Regions from separate parts of the Mus musculus genome. Here all the other regions are linked to region 1. The links are chromatin contacts, called in public HiChIP or PLAC-seq and promoter capture Hi-C maps. All regions are on one chromosome and are shown on one strand. The core of a region is the stretch at or near the end of the contact, and the rest is flanking DNA. Distances in the headings are between cores, read along the strand shown.

What was found. Promoter capture Hi-C pulls out the DNA fragments that hold promoters and counts their contacts. HiChIP or PLAC-seq counts read pairs in DNA pulled down with a chosen protein or histone mark.
Region 2: a contact with region 1 is called in a promoter capture Hi-C map of the HPC-7 cell line. The contact joins the enhancer-like site here to the promoter of Efnb1 in region 1. A contact is called at or near these places in 20 of 39 promoter capture datasets (the C10 cell line, the HPC-7 cell line, HPC-7-derived erythroid cells and 11 more), 1 of 15 datasets of contacts at CTCF or cohesin (embryonic stem cells), 5 of 484 Hi-C or Micro-C datasets (bone marrow-derived macrophages, double positive thymocytes, embryonic fibroblasts and 2 more), 18 of 115 datasets of contacts at active chromatin or transcription factors (the NIH/3T3 cell line, VIP interneurons, bone marrow-derived macrophages and 7 more) and 5 of 9 other capture datasets (adipose tissue, embryonic stem cells, liver and 2 more).
Region 3: a contact with region 1 is called in an H3K27ac HiChIP or PLAC-seq map of neural progenitor cells, with 8 times the contacts expected there. The contact joins the enhancer-like site here to the promoter of Efnb1 in region 1. A contact is called at or near these places in 16 of 39 promoter capture datasets (3T3-L1-derived adipocytes, the C10 cell line, the HPC-7 cell line and 9 more), 23 of 484 Hi-C or Micro-C datasets (B cells, CD4 T cells, CD8 T cells and 16 more), 17 of 115 datasets of contacts at active chromatin or transcription factors (differentiating embryonic stem cells, embryonic basal ganglia, embryonic forebrain and 10 more) and 5 of 9 other capture datasets (adipose tissue, embryonic stem cells, liver and 2 more).
Region 4: a contact with region 1 is called in an H3K4me3 HiChIP or PLAC-seq map of craniofacial prominence, with 8 times the contacts expected there. The contact joins the enhancer-like site here to the promoter of Efnb1 in region 1. A contact is called at or near these places in 26 of 39 promoter capture datasets (the 3T3-L1 cell line, 3T3-L1-derived adipocytes, the C10 cell line and 14 more), 2 of 15 datasets of contacts at CTCF or cohesin (the NIH/3T3 cell line and stem cell-derived epiblast-like cells), 26 of 484 Hi-C or Micro-C datasets (3T3-L1-derived adipocytes, the G1E-ER4 cell line, the HL-1 cell line and 19 more), 18 of 115 datasets of contacts at active chromatin or transcription factors (astrocytes, cardiomyocytes, craniofacial prominence and 10 more) and 1 of 9 other capture datasets (embryonic stem cells).
Region 5: a contact with region 1 is called in a promoter capture Hi-C map of liver, with 9 times the contacts expected there. The contact joins the enhancer-like site here to the promoter of Efnb1 in region 1. A contact is called at or near these places in 18 of 39 promoter capture datasets (the 3T3-L1 cell line, 3T3-L1-derived adipocytes, the C10 cell line and 11 more), 2 of 15 datasets of contacts at CTCF or cohesin (the NIH/3T3 cell line and embryonic stem cells), 17 of 484 Hi-C or Micro-C datasets (LSK cells, brain, brown adipocytes and 11 more), 20 of 115 datasets of contacts at active chromatin or transcription factors (the NIH/3T3 cell line, SST interneurons, VIP interneurons and 15 more) and 4 of 9 other capture datasets (adipose tissue, embryonic stem cells, liver and 1 more).

The regions. Positions count from the first base shown.
Region 1 is chrX:99,134,763-99,137,345 of GRCm38.p6, reverse strand. It overlaps Efnb1 (ephrin B1), which reads right to left and starts at 1,285. Exons shown (of 5, transcript NM_010110.5): 1 at 333-1,285. The coding sequence starts at 460.
Region 2 is chrX:99,543,288-99,545,870 of GRCm38.p6, reverse strand. No RefSeq gene overlaps it. Among named protein-coding and RNA genes, the nearest start is that of Gm31155, 13 kb to the left of the region's middle. Within about 2 kb of position 1,285, at least 8 of the 459 cell types and tissues checked have an H3K27ac peak or open chromatin away from gene starts, as enhancers often do. A contact at or near this core is called in the HPC-7 cell line, where this site is marked.
Region 3 is chrX:99,480,606-99,483,188 of GRCm38.p6, reverse strand. No RefSeq gene overlaps it. Among named protein-coding and RNA genes, the nearest start is that of Pja1, 11 kb to the right of the region's middle. Within about 2 kb of position 1,273, at least 67 of the 459 cell types and tissues checked have an H3K27ac peak or open chromatin away from gene starts, as enhancers often do. A contact at or near this core is called in cortical neurons, embryonic basal ganglia, embryonic forebrain and 3 more, where this site is marked.
Region 4 is chrX:99,432,669-99,435,251 of GRCm38.p6, reverse strand. Gm14812 (predicted gene 14812) reads left to right here. Exons shown (of 7, transcript NR_033544.2): 5 at 2,153-2,296. Among named protein-coding and RNA genes, the nearest start is that of Gm14812, 9.8 kb to the left of the region's middle. Within about 2 kb of position 1,276, at least 31 of the 459 cell types and tissues checked have an H3K27ac peak or open chromatin away from gene starts, as enhancers often do. A contact at or near this core is called in cerebral cortex, craniofacial prominence, heart atrium and 1 more, where this site is marked.
Region 5 is chrX:99,395,088-99,397,670 of GRCm38.p6, reverse strand. No RefSeq gene overlaps it. Among named protein-coding and RNA genes, the nearest start is that of Gm14812, 47 kb to the left of the region's middle. Within about 2 kb of position 1,285, at least 16 of the 459 cell types and tissues checked have an H3K27ac peak or open chromatin away from gene starts, as enhancers often do. A contact at or near this core is called in muscle stem cells, where this site is marked.

The DNA.
Region 1 (2,583 bases), core at 36-2,535:
GGCCCTGGAGTGGGCTGCTTACTCGCCCCCACCCAGCTCTCGGGTGCGCTCTGGAGCGCCCAGACATTCTATATCTGCCTGGTGTGACCAACAGACGCGATCCGGACTTGAGAGTAGGGCCAAACCGAAGGATCGAAACGCAGCTAAGTGCCCCCACCCCACCCTTCCGCACCCTACCCCGACTGCCCGCAAGAAAACACTAGAAAAGGCCAGATATAAAATAGGGCGCCGCACCTCCTACGGACAACCCCCCCCACGCACTTGGGGGTGCACGACCTCACCCCGAAGAAGTGCCTCCCACCCCCAGGGACCAGAGTAGATAAGTTACTCACTTAGGGTTAAGAGAGCTCCAGGACACGGGCTCCAGGTTCTTGGCCAACGGCGTGGCAAGCCGGCACAGCGTCAGCACGACCATAGCCACAAGCCACTTGCTGAGCCAACGCTGCCCAGGCCGGGCCATTTTCCCCGGGGCAGAATGCACTTCAGGATCCCCTAGCGCCTCCTCAGCAAAGCTCGCCTCGCCTGCCCGTGCCGCGCAGCGCTCGGAGCCACTCAGGCGCCCATCCTCCGCAGCCGCCGGCCTTGAAGCACTCCCCTCCCGCTGGCCTCGGGGTCGCTCTCCTTCGCCCGGCTGGCCAGGAGGACTCACTGGGCAGGCGTCCCCAACCCGCGCATGGGCTGCGGCCTCCGAGGACTTTCTTCCCTGGCCTCTCCGCCGCACGAGGCGCGACGGGGGCTCGCCGCCCCCGAGTGATCCCGCCGGATTCCGCTCGGCTCTCCCAGATTGTTTGAGACTGCAAGTCCTCTCCCCGATCGGGTCTCCCTGAAGAGCGCTCAGTGGCTGCCCCGACGCCTCGACCGTCCTGGGATTGACGCCTCTGGGAAGAAGAGGCGGGTTGTCTCCCAACAATGCGAGCTCGGTCCCCAGGCTCCCGACTGGGTCCCCCTAACACGGACTCCGTTCCTCCGGGCCACAGTGGGACTCCGCGCCGGCGCGTCCCACGACAGCTTCTACTTTAGCACCGGCCCTTCTCAGTATACTTAAAAGGCTAGTACGGCCCTGCCGAGCAAATCAGTCCCGTCGATTTGCACCTCTGAAGCCTCGGCCGGGTAGCCCGGCAGCCCGGTCGCCAAGTCCTTAATCCCCGGCGATTGAGCCCGAGTGTCTGCAGTCAGTGCGAATCACACACACCCCCCACTGCTGTCCAGCGCGCATAGACTCCCTCCGCTGCCGCTGAGCTTTCTACTCTCCTGCTCAGGCGAGCACAAGGCCAACCCTGCTCCTTCGAACCAATAGAAAGCTCTGTGACGGGGTCCTTGCCCCATACCACGCCCACAGAGCAGGAAGGGGTGGGGCTTCGGGGAGCTCATAAGGACGCTGCTCTCTCGATGGCACGAATCTGAATGTGCGGCTCTTGCGGTTATGCCTCTGTCCCGCTTAGTCTGGTTCCCAGGGAGTTCTAGGGAAGTTGGCGCTTCCCAAAAGCTGCTGGCCTGCTCTCATGCACACCCGGTCAGCACCCGGCCCACTGACCTAGAGCAGACAAACCCTGTCCCAAGTACCTCCAGAAAGCACCGTCCTTGTGTTCTTTTTATACACACAAACACACCCCACATGCGCATACTCGCGTACCAGCCCCAGAATCCCACTCGGTGCCCACTTCTGTCAGCCTGCCTGCTCCCAGTCCAGTCACTACCTACACTCTGTTGGACCCCGTCTTCCTGTCCTCGTAATGCACTCCTTTTTTGCATTGACCACGACAAGAGTCTATTAGACTATTAGAGGTTAGAGCTATGGGCAGTGGAGACTCAGAAAAAGTATTGTGTCCAAAGGGGAGGAGGAATTTATTTGCATCTAGTGAACCAAGCCTTTAAAATTTTCATCTTCGAGAGCGAGCCCTTTGAGACCCTCCACCCCAAACTCCAGGCACACAGATTTAGTCAGTCCTGTCTGAAGGCATACGAAAGGGCCAGGAGCAGGCAAGTAGGGACGAGAGGTCACAAACTGTACAGAAAGCTCTAGGACAGGGGAGAAAGGAGCAGAAGAGAAGCCTTTTGAAAGAGCAAAAGCAGGCATCTGGGCCCTGAGATTCCGGACTCCAGCCTTTCCCGGCCTCGGCCTCACCATCTGGGTCTTTGTCTCCCAGCACTGGCCCATTCTCTCCGCCCCTCCTTGTCTCTTTGCTTATAATTTGGCTCAATCCCATAGCTCAGACCCTCCCGGTCTGACCTACTCGCTTTTCTCAGGTCCCAGCGGACGTACCCACGTGCTAATGTCTCCCCCTGCTGGCCTTCTATAGACTTGCGGGCTCCCGGGATAAGCGGAGGCCTCCCACCTAGAGCCTGCTGAGCAAGTCTGGCACTCAAAGCGCTCAGAGGTAGGCATGGCAGTAGCAAGAGCCGGCCACTGGCCACTCATGTAAGAAAGGTGGGAAAGATCTGGGCTTGGGGACTTCAAAGGTTAGAAAGGCTTCCTATATTCGCGCCCCTCCTTTTTCTCCTCCTCGCTGCCTCCTCTTTTCTTTTTGTAATGAATCGGGTTCTAACTTTAGACTTACTAGGCAAGGTAAGAAGGACCAAAGA
Region 2 (2,583 bases), core at 36-2,535, 410 kb before region 1:
TCCTTATAATCCTTGTGCCTTGTCTTCCTAGGTGTCAGGATTACAGTTGTGCACCACCATGCCCAGCTCTGACAGTAATTTTAGAAAATGTTAGGATGCCAGTGCTTTGACTATGGGATTTTCTACTTTTGATGTTGTATGCATCCTGAAAAAAACAACAACATTTTGAGTTTTAGAGTATTTGGGACTTAGATTTTCGTGTTAGGGATGCTCAGCCCATACACGGTCACAGCAGAGATGGATTTTGAGCTCAGTCCTCTGACGGAGGTTCCTTGCTCTAAAACCTCTGCCTCAATATGGAACAATGCTTGCTCATGGTCTGTGAAATGAGTTCCCCTTCCCCCGGGCCTTTATTGCCCTTTACCCATTAGGAAATCCCAAGCTTTTCTCTTCTTACCTTTCCAGGTTTCAGCTGATGATTTCTAGGGACCAAACCCTTGGGCATTGGAGACAAAGGCATAGAAGAGATTGCCTTAGCCAGGGGCCTGCCATCTCCCCAACACCCACTGCAATATGCACTTTATCTATGCTGAGTTGGTGAAACAGGTCCAATCCAAGGTTCCAGCAAAGCATCACTGAAATGCTCCCTCCCTCAATATACTGGGAGGCTCTAAGAAGTGCCATTGATTCTGTCTAACAGACATGCCACCCACGTTACTTACAGAGCTTGGAGATTTGAGCAGCCTACATTTTAAAAAGCGGTCCAATGTAACCAGAGATTTGGGGCCTATCCTCCAACAGCCACAACAGGCAAGGCTTTACCTGTCTTTCCAATACACCAATTAAGGAGGGAGAAATGGTGAAAAGCAGAGGCAGGAAATTTAATCATGCACTGGGAAACGGAACAAATAGAACTGGTTGACCCCAAATTTCTCTTTGAGGCCCTGATATGAAATTTGCTTCTTTTTTTTTTTTTTTTTTGGTTTTTCAAGACAGGGTTTCTCTATGTAGCCCTGGCTGTCCTGGAACTCACTCTGTAGACCAGGCTGGCCTCGAACTCAGAAATCCGCCTGCCTCTGCCTTCCGAGTGCTGGGATTAAAGGCATGCGCCACCACGCCCAGTGAAATTTGCTTTTAAACAGAGGAGGACTTAGGATAGCAGTCAAGAGAGATGGATAATTAACCAGTCCTGATGAAGGTGTGCTCCCACCGTCTTGTGATTGATAAGTTGTGGTAAGTTAGTCATTGCTGTCATATCTCGAAGGGGACCACCATGGTTCCTACAAGACAATGTGACCAAGGATGTGGCTTCTCCTTCAGAGATAATTGGCCTTTGGCTAGGCCTTGTTGCTCACAGGATGTTCTGGGTTAGGTAGACAAGCCACAGTGACCCTTATCTCATGTGGAGTCAAACAGGGAGCCTGCGCCAAAGTAAAGACTGCTGACCCAAGAGGAAGGCAGAGGCTTTAGCCACCTGGGTTTAGCCACCTTGTGGGCCAAAGTGAAGAGTCGGTACTTTTTAACAAAAGCAGCTTCTAAGTGCCTGTTACTTCAGTGTCTGTGAAATGTATTCATTTTAACATGAAATCAATATAGAAAAAAAATGATGAACGTGGCTGACAGTCTTTTTTTTTTCCTACTTAATCTCCTAATTCTGCCATGAATTTGCACAGACAGCAATTTGGACCACCTTATCTCAATTTGGACCACCTTAAAAACAAGACAACACAGGTAGAGATAGTTGGAGGACAGGGCTAGAATGGCAACTAAGAGTAAACTAGTCTGAGAAGCAGCAGGAACAAAAGGAAAGGTGGAACTGACTTGTCCTTGCTTTGGCGCTCTTTACTAAATGTGGTTTATGCATTGTGATCTTCAGAGCTGTGTGCGGAAAGATCCTCCTAGCCTTAGTGGGATATGTCGTGGGTGAGCAAGGACAGGAGACACTGATGACTCCGTGGGTACCAGCTCAGCTGTGTAATGAGCACTTTGCTGGTGAACTAGACAGATGCATCTCCTGCCGCCAAGCAGCTGATAGTAGTGTGAGAGGTGTGGGCAGCCCGGACTAGGACAGTGGCAGTAGGGGCATGGGTGGACAGCCCAGCTGGGGCACTGAGCCAGCTAGTAGAACAGCTAATCAGAGTCAGGTTTGCAGAAACTGCTTTGGCAGTGAGTGAGAAACAGAAAGGAAAGGAATGGCAGCAGGGCAAGCATCTAGAGATGGGCCAAGAGCTTTATGGTTGCCCATGGCTCTAAGGCCAGATTGCCTGAGTTTGAATGCCCTTAAAAAAGGGACTTTTGCTTCTCTGGCCCTCAGTTTCTCTCCTCTGGAAATCCAGGACCTATCAAGCACAGAACCCGGCCGGCTGAAGCACTTAGTAAATGATAATGGGCTCCTTGTATTCCAACTAGTGAAGTGCTAGCAGTAAGTAACCGGCACAAGGCAGGAAAACACAGAAGATGGAGTGGTTTCACACGCCTTTAGTCCCAGCACTCGGGAGGCAGAGGCAGGCAGGTTTCTGAGTTCGAGGCCAGCCTGGTCTACAGAGTGAGTTCCAGGATAGCCAAGACTACACAGAGAAACCCTGTCTTGAAAAACCAAAACCAAAAAAAAAAAAAAAAAAGAATTAATTGAGATGGGCAGGG
Region 3 (2,583 bases), core at 24-2,523, 350 kb before region 1:
CCAAGTACCACAGATTTCCTTCTTCTGAAAAATATTTGGAACACCCCCCACCCCCCATTTTTTTTGAGATGGGATCTGGATATGTAACCCAGGCTAGCTTGTATTTGAGATCCTCCTGCTTCTACCTCCTGGTCTGCAAGTGCTGGGATTACAGGTTTTCATCGCCATGCCTGCCATATCAAAGACTGCTCAGAGAACGCCTAGGTCCAGTTATTTATCTGTGACCTGCTCGTTCACACCAACAGACTGTCCTGGACATTCCTACCATGTCCTGAAAAGTGTAGATCGTAGTGCTAGGTCTTTTATTTGGTCCCTTCCCCTAGGTGGGGGACTCATCATGGTCCCATTCTTGTGAGCTTGAGGCTCAGGAGCTCAGTGTCTAGTCCAGAGTTAAACGTGTATGGCAAACAACATGAAAGACTACCCGAACCGGTGAGGAGTCAGCGCGCCCCCCCCCTCTGGGGCCTTGGTGACTTATATTCTATGCCACAAAAAGTATGTCTGCACCTACTATCCCCTGTGTCTCTGACTAGGAATAACATTGGAGGATTTCTGTGTGGGACCATTGTTTTGTCTGTGCCATGGAAAAACTGCAGCAAAAGGAGGAGGAGGGAGGAAAGGAAGTGGACAGGAATGGGGGCAGGGAGGTTACTGTTGGAGCTGCTCAGGTGGAAGATGGTGGAGAGCTAGATTACTGTTGTCATGGGAATGGAGAGGGGAAGAGACCAAGTTTCAAGATGGTCGTCCAAACATTCGAATTGTGCAGAAGCCCAGTTGCTTTGAATAATCCTCAAAGCAAAAGCTGGCCATTTGAGATGACTTCCTTCTCTCAGAAAAAGATAGTAAATGCATGTATGGAGGGTGTCACGCCATCTCTAGCATCCCCCCCCCCTTCCTGCCAACAGCCCTGGCCACGTAGGCCTTTGCCTGTTTTCTAAAGAGCTTCTCTAGGCAACGGGGGGAAAGAAAAGGGTGGGGGTGGCCACCCACGCCACTCAGCAGAGGTGAGCAGAGGAGCACAGAATCCTCAAGATCCCCCTCCCATAGCCACTACAGGCTGCCAGGTGCCTTGTTTGCGATGAAAGCTTTTAAAAGCCCATATTCGTGGATGGTCACGTATTCATTTTTGTTCATTTAAGTAATACTCATCGAGCCCAGAGCCATGCAATGCTAAGCAATGCTCGCCATGGACCCTGCTCTCAAGAAGCTCTGAAGCTGAGGTGTAGGGGGGGAGATACGTAATCAGGCAATTAGGAACCAGTATGAGCGGGGAGGTAAGCACTGGTTGCTATGGAAACAAGAGGAGAGGCCACAGCTGCTGCTCCTCTCCCTCTGAAGGGTGGCTGGCTGGCTGGCGGCAGGCAAAAAAAAAAAAAAAAAAAAAAAAAAAAGGAGGCATGATGCAAAGCAAAGCAGGCAGACCTGCTGTCAAGCCTGACTCCACACTAGCTTGGGACAAAGATCTCTTGGCAGGACAAAACCTGTCACCTCTCTGCCTCTGCCTCTCTGTCTCTATACCTACAAAAATCAGAAATGGAGACCATTCTCCAAGGAGCAAGTGAGATGCTGTCTGTATCTCACCCTGCCCCCAAAGAGGTCTACAATACAAAACAGCTACTAGAGATTGTCTTTGCAAGAAATCTTTGTTGGTTGAAAATGTCCTGATTGCTGGTCACCAGCTGTGAAACAAGGTACACACAGCCACTGTCTTCACATAGCTAACTTGGAAAGGAGACAGATAGAGATATTTACATGGCATGCATTTCTACCATTGTGATGGGTGTTATAAACCCACCAGAGTAGGTGAGTATGACTAGACATAGACTAATGGCCAGGGAAGACGTGGGTCATTTCAGTTAAGATCAAAAGGGAAAGGCTGGCATAGGGCTGGAATCGCAGCTGCTAGGGAGACTGAGGCAAGAGGGTCAGAAATTCAAAGTCTAGTCTACGTGGGCTACAGAATGAATCCAAGGCCAACCTCAGGAACATAGCAAAACCCTGTCTCGGAATAAAAAAAAAAAAAAAAAAAAGAATAAATCTGTTCTCTTAGAAAAAAAAAAAAAAACTACAAAGAGAGCTTAGCGGTAGAGTACTTGTTTAGCATTCCTGAGGACCTGGGTTCACTGGCCAGCACTGAGAGCAAGCACAAAAGGAACTGGTCAGCAAAGAGGTAGAAGAGCTGCATTGCCAGTCTGCGGAGTCACTTCTGTGAAGGTGCTAGATGCACAAGGGAGATAACTATGTTCACTTCTGTGAAGGTGCTAGATGCAGGAGGGAGATAGCTATGTCCCAGGCAGAGCAAGGAGGTCTCTGGAACCCAGGTGGGGAGGTATGCTAGAGGTAGGGAGAGAGAAAGCTGGGAAATAGGGACGGTACCACTCAAAGCAAGTATCTAGATCAGAACAATGAGCTGCCGGCCTTGGTTTCCAGGGTGCTTTTAGTGCTCGCTTCCAAGGTTATTCTGACTCCCACAGTCCATTAGTACAGAAAAACAACTGTCACTGTCTAAAGCACAAACTCAGAGCATTCTTATAGAAGGTTCTGGAATACAAACACTGCCAGATTTCTTAGAAGGCATTTAGA
Region 4 (2,583 bases), core at 27-2,526, 300 kb before region 1:
CTGGTGGCCTGGCTCTGTTCTTCTGTGCCTGACTTGGGCCCAGATCTTCTCTGCCAGGCTGCAGAGGAAATGACTCCCCTCCCATAACTTGCAGTCCTCCAGCAAGCTAATCAGCTAATTCACACTGTGGTGTCAATGGCAAATAATAACTTACTGTAAAGTGCTAATGGTGTAATTTCAGGCTCTCCTGGCTGGTTGGAGGCTGGAAAAGAGCTGTGGGGATAGGGAGACTTTTTTTTTTAAGTTCATCATATTATGTTATGAATTCGCTTATCCCGTGCCCTCCCGTGCCCTCCCGTGCCCTGTGCTATCACATAAGCATGTGATGTCCATTGGTCTGGAATCACAGCCTACTGAAGAACACAGTCCCATGGGCTGTGTGACACCTGCTCTCAAAAGCACACTTCTGAGGACACACCCAGACTTACCTGACTTCATTTTCTTTTCAGGCTCTAGCTTCAGCAGCAAGGACTGTTTCAGCCAGGGTCTGCCTTTGGCAGGAGGAGGAGGTAGCATGGACCTCCAAGTGGGAGGCATGACACTCCAGCTACTTGGCCTCCTTTTCCTTCATGCTACCATGTACCATGCTCCAACTCCCAGGGCCAAACCCCACGTTTCCTCCCAAGGCAGGATACCCACACATACTTCCATTGGAGGGATTGTGACAAGGGAGGCCCAGAGAACTGGAATGGCTTGCTCAAGGTCATGCCTTAAGACATGGAGTTGGAGTTGACGTTCATGTCTTATGACACTTGGCCTTGAGGCTGACAAAACCCTGTCTCAGCAGAGTAGTGGATTCTCAGGAGACCATAAGGCTTATGACTCTAAACATATGCAACAACCTCTCCATGGGTTTCACAGCTACTTACTAATCAACTCTACGAGGCAAGTGGCCAGTAGCCCCCAGCAGTCAACATTAGGACCAAGCACGGACTCAGAGTTCAGAGGCCTCACTGCGCTCTTGCCCCCACACCCACACTAGAATTATCAGGGCTGACACAGGCGTCCAGGCCCTCAGGAAAGGTCCTGTGTGTCCCTAGGTTTCCTTGTAGCCTGGCTGGTATTTGGGGTATTTGGGGTTCAAGCCCAGCAGAATCCCACATCTGGATCCCCTTAGCTCTCCGCGTTCTTTCTTGGCTGAGAAGAATGTATTCAATGCCGGAGGAGCTGCTGGACTGCGGACTTGCTGCCCGGACTGGCTATCAAAGCAGAGAGGCAGCGGGCCTCTGGGGAGGGGCTTCATGGGCCCTCCATCATCGAGCAGGCCCGCCCGCCCGCCGCCGGTAGCTCCAGGGTGGAGCAGGGGCCTTTCAGCAGGCACTCGGCAGTGCGGCTGCAAAAGAGCCAGCCAAACTGTCGGGTGCAGCCCGGACAGGCCCGCTGCTTCTGATTAGTGGCTCACTCTCTGCTCCTGCCCCACCAACCTGCCTTTCACCCCCATCCCTGCCAGAACTGTCGCAGCCACCGTGTGCCCCCACGACCAAAGTAGTGGATAGGGAACAGGCTTTTCGAGCTGACCTCTGCAGACCCTTGAAAAAAACTCAGACATTTGATTTCTCTCTTCTCAATCTTCATTTGCTCTGCCTTCGAGTTCCCTCTGAAGAGTTCCAACCACAACTAGCCTTAGTGAGAAGCAGTTATTAAAAAATAATACTAAGGCATGTGCAGTCTTTTATACTGCAGCGTAGTGGTTAAGGGGAAAGGTTTTGGAGCCAGGCAGCCTCGGTTTAAAGCCAGTTTTGTCACTTATTAACTCTGGGCTCCAGGTCTCCCCCACATCCCATTTTGAAAGTGCCAAAACAATAGGCCACCAGGTCCCAGACTTGTCTTGAGACTTAAGTGAGTTAATACTATAGAGGGTTTATGCCCAGCACCGTGAGCACCCAATAAATTCTTAGTGTTCCAAAATTTGTTTCCATCCCTTGACTCATTTGAGCCTCTAGCAAACCTGGTCCGTAGAGGCTGTAATGGAAAAGAGGTCACATAGTGAGGAGAAGCAAGGTTGGGGCTTGTCCTCGGCAGGTCTCTCTTCCCTGTTCCCTTGCACTGTGTTGTCCTGGCACTACCTACCGCACATCAAGCAACTGCCAAAGGCGAAGAACTTTTCTCCAGGCTATAGGTTGGTTTTTTGTTTTGTTTTTTTTTCTTTTAGTGTGGAGGCCAAATCACAGATTTCAAAGTGGGAGGCCAGAGAACTGATAATCCTTCCAGGCTGGAGCTTCACCATCGTACATCGTGTGGCCCTTGAAGGAGCAGCCCAGACTCCCCTAGGGCTCTCATTATGGTGGCCCCTAAGGTGCGTGCTTCTCAGATTTAAAATCTCCCTAGTGGAGGCAAGAAGCCAGGCATCCACAAAGTAGCCTATAGCCTAGAAAAGGCTTGCTTCTGGTACCCGTGCCCTTACAGTTGAAGGGACACCTTCATTGATCAGAAATTCCTACCAAAGAAGGAGTAGTGCAAGAGAAGGTAAGGGCCAGCCCTTTAGGCTAAAGGCACTTCCATGTCCTAGGTACCCCAACTAACCGCCTGCAGCCCTCTTCTACTCTAGTGCTGCACTGCTGCAGGGCTGGGGCGGGGCTTAGG
Region 5 (2,583 bases), core at 36-2,535, 260 kb before region 1:
GGAGACCAGGGTGACAGCTGCTGGGCTATGGGCGGGCGGACGCCAGTGTGGGGGTGGGAGTGGGGGCTCAGGCTCAGAGAAGGCCAGCGGGCAGGAGCATAGAGAGGAAGTTCACAGTCTGCAGCAAATGGATTTCAAGGCCCTGTTAAGTGGAAAAGCCTCCAGGAACGTGGCAGAGAAAGGCCCCTGTCTTTGGAGAGGGGCTGAGGGGCCAGCTGGGGGTGTCTTGGCAGAGGAAGCCGAGCTGCATGCCTTGTGTGTGCTGGGAGAGTGGGGGTAGGAGCTGGGGCCGCTAAGGAAGGCCGGGCAGTCCTTGAGCAAGGCTGGGCCTTGGGATTGCTGTCTATTTGGGAGTGGGCTCAGGCTCCAGCTCTACTTCAGGAATTCTGAGGCCCCAGGATTCAGGCTAGCTTCTGGGGGGGGGGGAGGTTCCTGAATGCCAGGTTGACAAGGGAAAAGACTGGCTCTAAGGCTCAGTCCCTAAGCCTTTCTGTCTCATACAGTGGTGCTCAGAGCTGGAGTCCTAGTAGCTATAAGAGGCCACTCTGCCATGATTCCTGGTCTTCTAGGGCCCATGGTCTGGCAGAATGGCCATCTTCACAGATACAGCACTTTACAGTTTACAGGACACTTGCCTACCCATCTCTATATCCCAAGGCTGCATCCAAAGAGGCACATTTGCCCTAGTCACAACGGAGACCTGTGCTTCGGCTTCCTATGAAACCCACAAACCTTCGGTCTTCACTCTGCCGTTAACTTCTCTCTGTTTCCCCCTTTCTTCCCTTTGGCTACCATTTTGAGGCAAGGTGTCACTTTGTAACCCAAGTCAAGGTTAACCTCTTGATCATCCTGCCCTAGCTACCAGAGTGCTGTCATTACAGGCATAGGCCGTCACACCTGTCTCAATTTTCCATATTTAGAGGTGGCCTCTCTCAAAGAGACATGCTATGGTAGGATGTCTCAGGCCAAGGCCTTCTTAGCCCAGGCAAGCCACACATTCCCTTAGGAAGAAGTTATGCCTAGCCTACCCATCTTTGAGCTGGTCACTATGTGTCTAGTCGTGAAGTAGCTCCTCTCTATTGCCCTTAGTTTATTTGGCATATTTTTCAGCCATGAAAAGAGACCCAGCAGTGAAGGGCTACAAGGCAGACAGGCAGTAACCAAGGCCTGTGCAGGGTGGCTAAGCAGCAGAGGAGGAGCCTCGGGCCCCTTTCCCAGCCAGGCCCCCTGCCCTTTGCCTGGCCTGGCCCCAGGCACAGGGCCCAGCCAGCTGTCCCAGGGCGGGCAGGCTAGCTGCATTAGCAAATGTGTTTGCGGTTATGGGCCGCTCCCGAAAGCCGAGAAGCATTGTATTAGGGTGGTAGGGATTGAAGACAGACCAGGCTCTGGTTCCCAGCCCCAGCCAGGGAAATCAGAACCAGGCTGGACTTCTGGCCCCTCCTTCAGAACCCTCCATCCTAGAACCCTCCCCCTCCCTAGGCTAGGATGAGGGCAAGAGGGGGCTGGTCACAGTAGTGTGGCCATTCAGGCAGGGTTGCCTTTGAGTATTAGTGGTAGAGATCCAGGGTGAGTTGAGAGGGGTGCAGGCTATAGGTGGATGGTATTCCTGCAACCTCTCTCTCTCCCCACTCTTCCCAACCACAGAGAGGGCCAAAGCAGGAGACAAACCTGAGGCTGGTGGATCATGAACTCTGTGCTGCAAAACCGATCCAAGTTACAAAATGAGAGCAGAACTTCCCTGTCTACCTTGCTTTCCCTCAAAGCACCAGGGGCCAGCAGGAGGGATGGCAGTGCCCCGATGCTCGCCGGAAGCCTTCTAGGGGTTGGCCTTTCTAGATCTCCCCTCCGATCCCAGCAGATCTGAAAGAGTGGGAGTGAGAAGGAACAAAGTGGGCAGAGAAAGTGGGTGTGGCGGGTTGCTGCAGTGCAATGGACTCTGAGATGCTAATTTTCATCCTGATGACCATGAAAATCACTATCTGTAACCCACAGTGCCAGGTACCACCCAGTGGGGAACTGAGTTTCCTACAGATGAAGTATTAAGGAAGATCAGTATCCAGTAAAGAGCAAAACAGAGAACCTAGGCTATTGAAACCTCTCCCTTCCCACAGGCAAGTCCTATCTAGTTTCCATAGACTTGGGGCATTGGCAATATCTCTGGAACTCACACAGTGCTGGGTCATTCTGACTGGGACACCACTTTCCCCCTTCTCGGCTTGGCTATCCCTTCTGAATCCTTTAAGGGTCATCTTCAAAGTTTTGACTCCTGTTGCCTCTTGCAGGTGTGGCTGGCTCTGTAATGTCCCCAGGACTCTATTGCTGTCCCTGCTGTGTTTGGAGATGAGTTCTCTGTTCCCTTAGTTCCTTAGCAATAATCAGAGGCCTAACAGCTGTGTGGTCACTGTTATCAGCCTCTCTTGTCCTACAGCTATAATGAGCTTTCTCTGTCTGAAGCACAGAATTGGTTATAAGCACACCCTTGGTGTCTGACAGTCCGGGATTCCAAAATGGCTTTGGTCCCTGCAGACATTAAGCTCTGTGCTCATTGCCGCTGAAGCCAGGTCCTCTGGCAGAGGTAGGCAG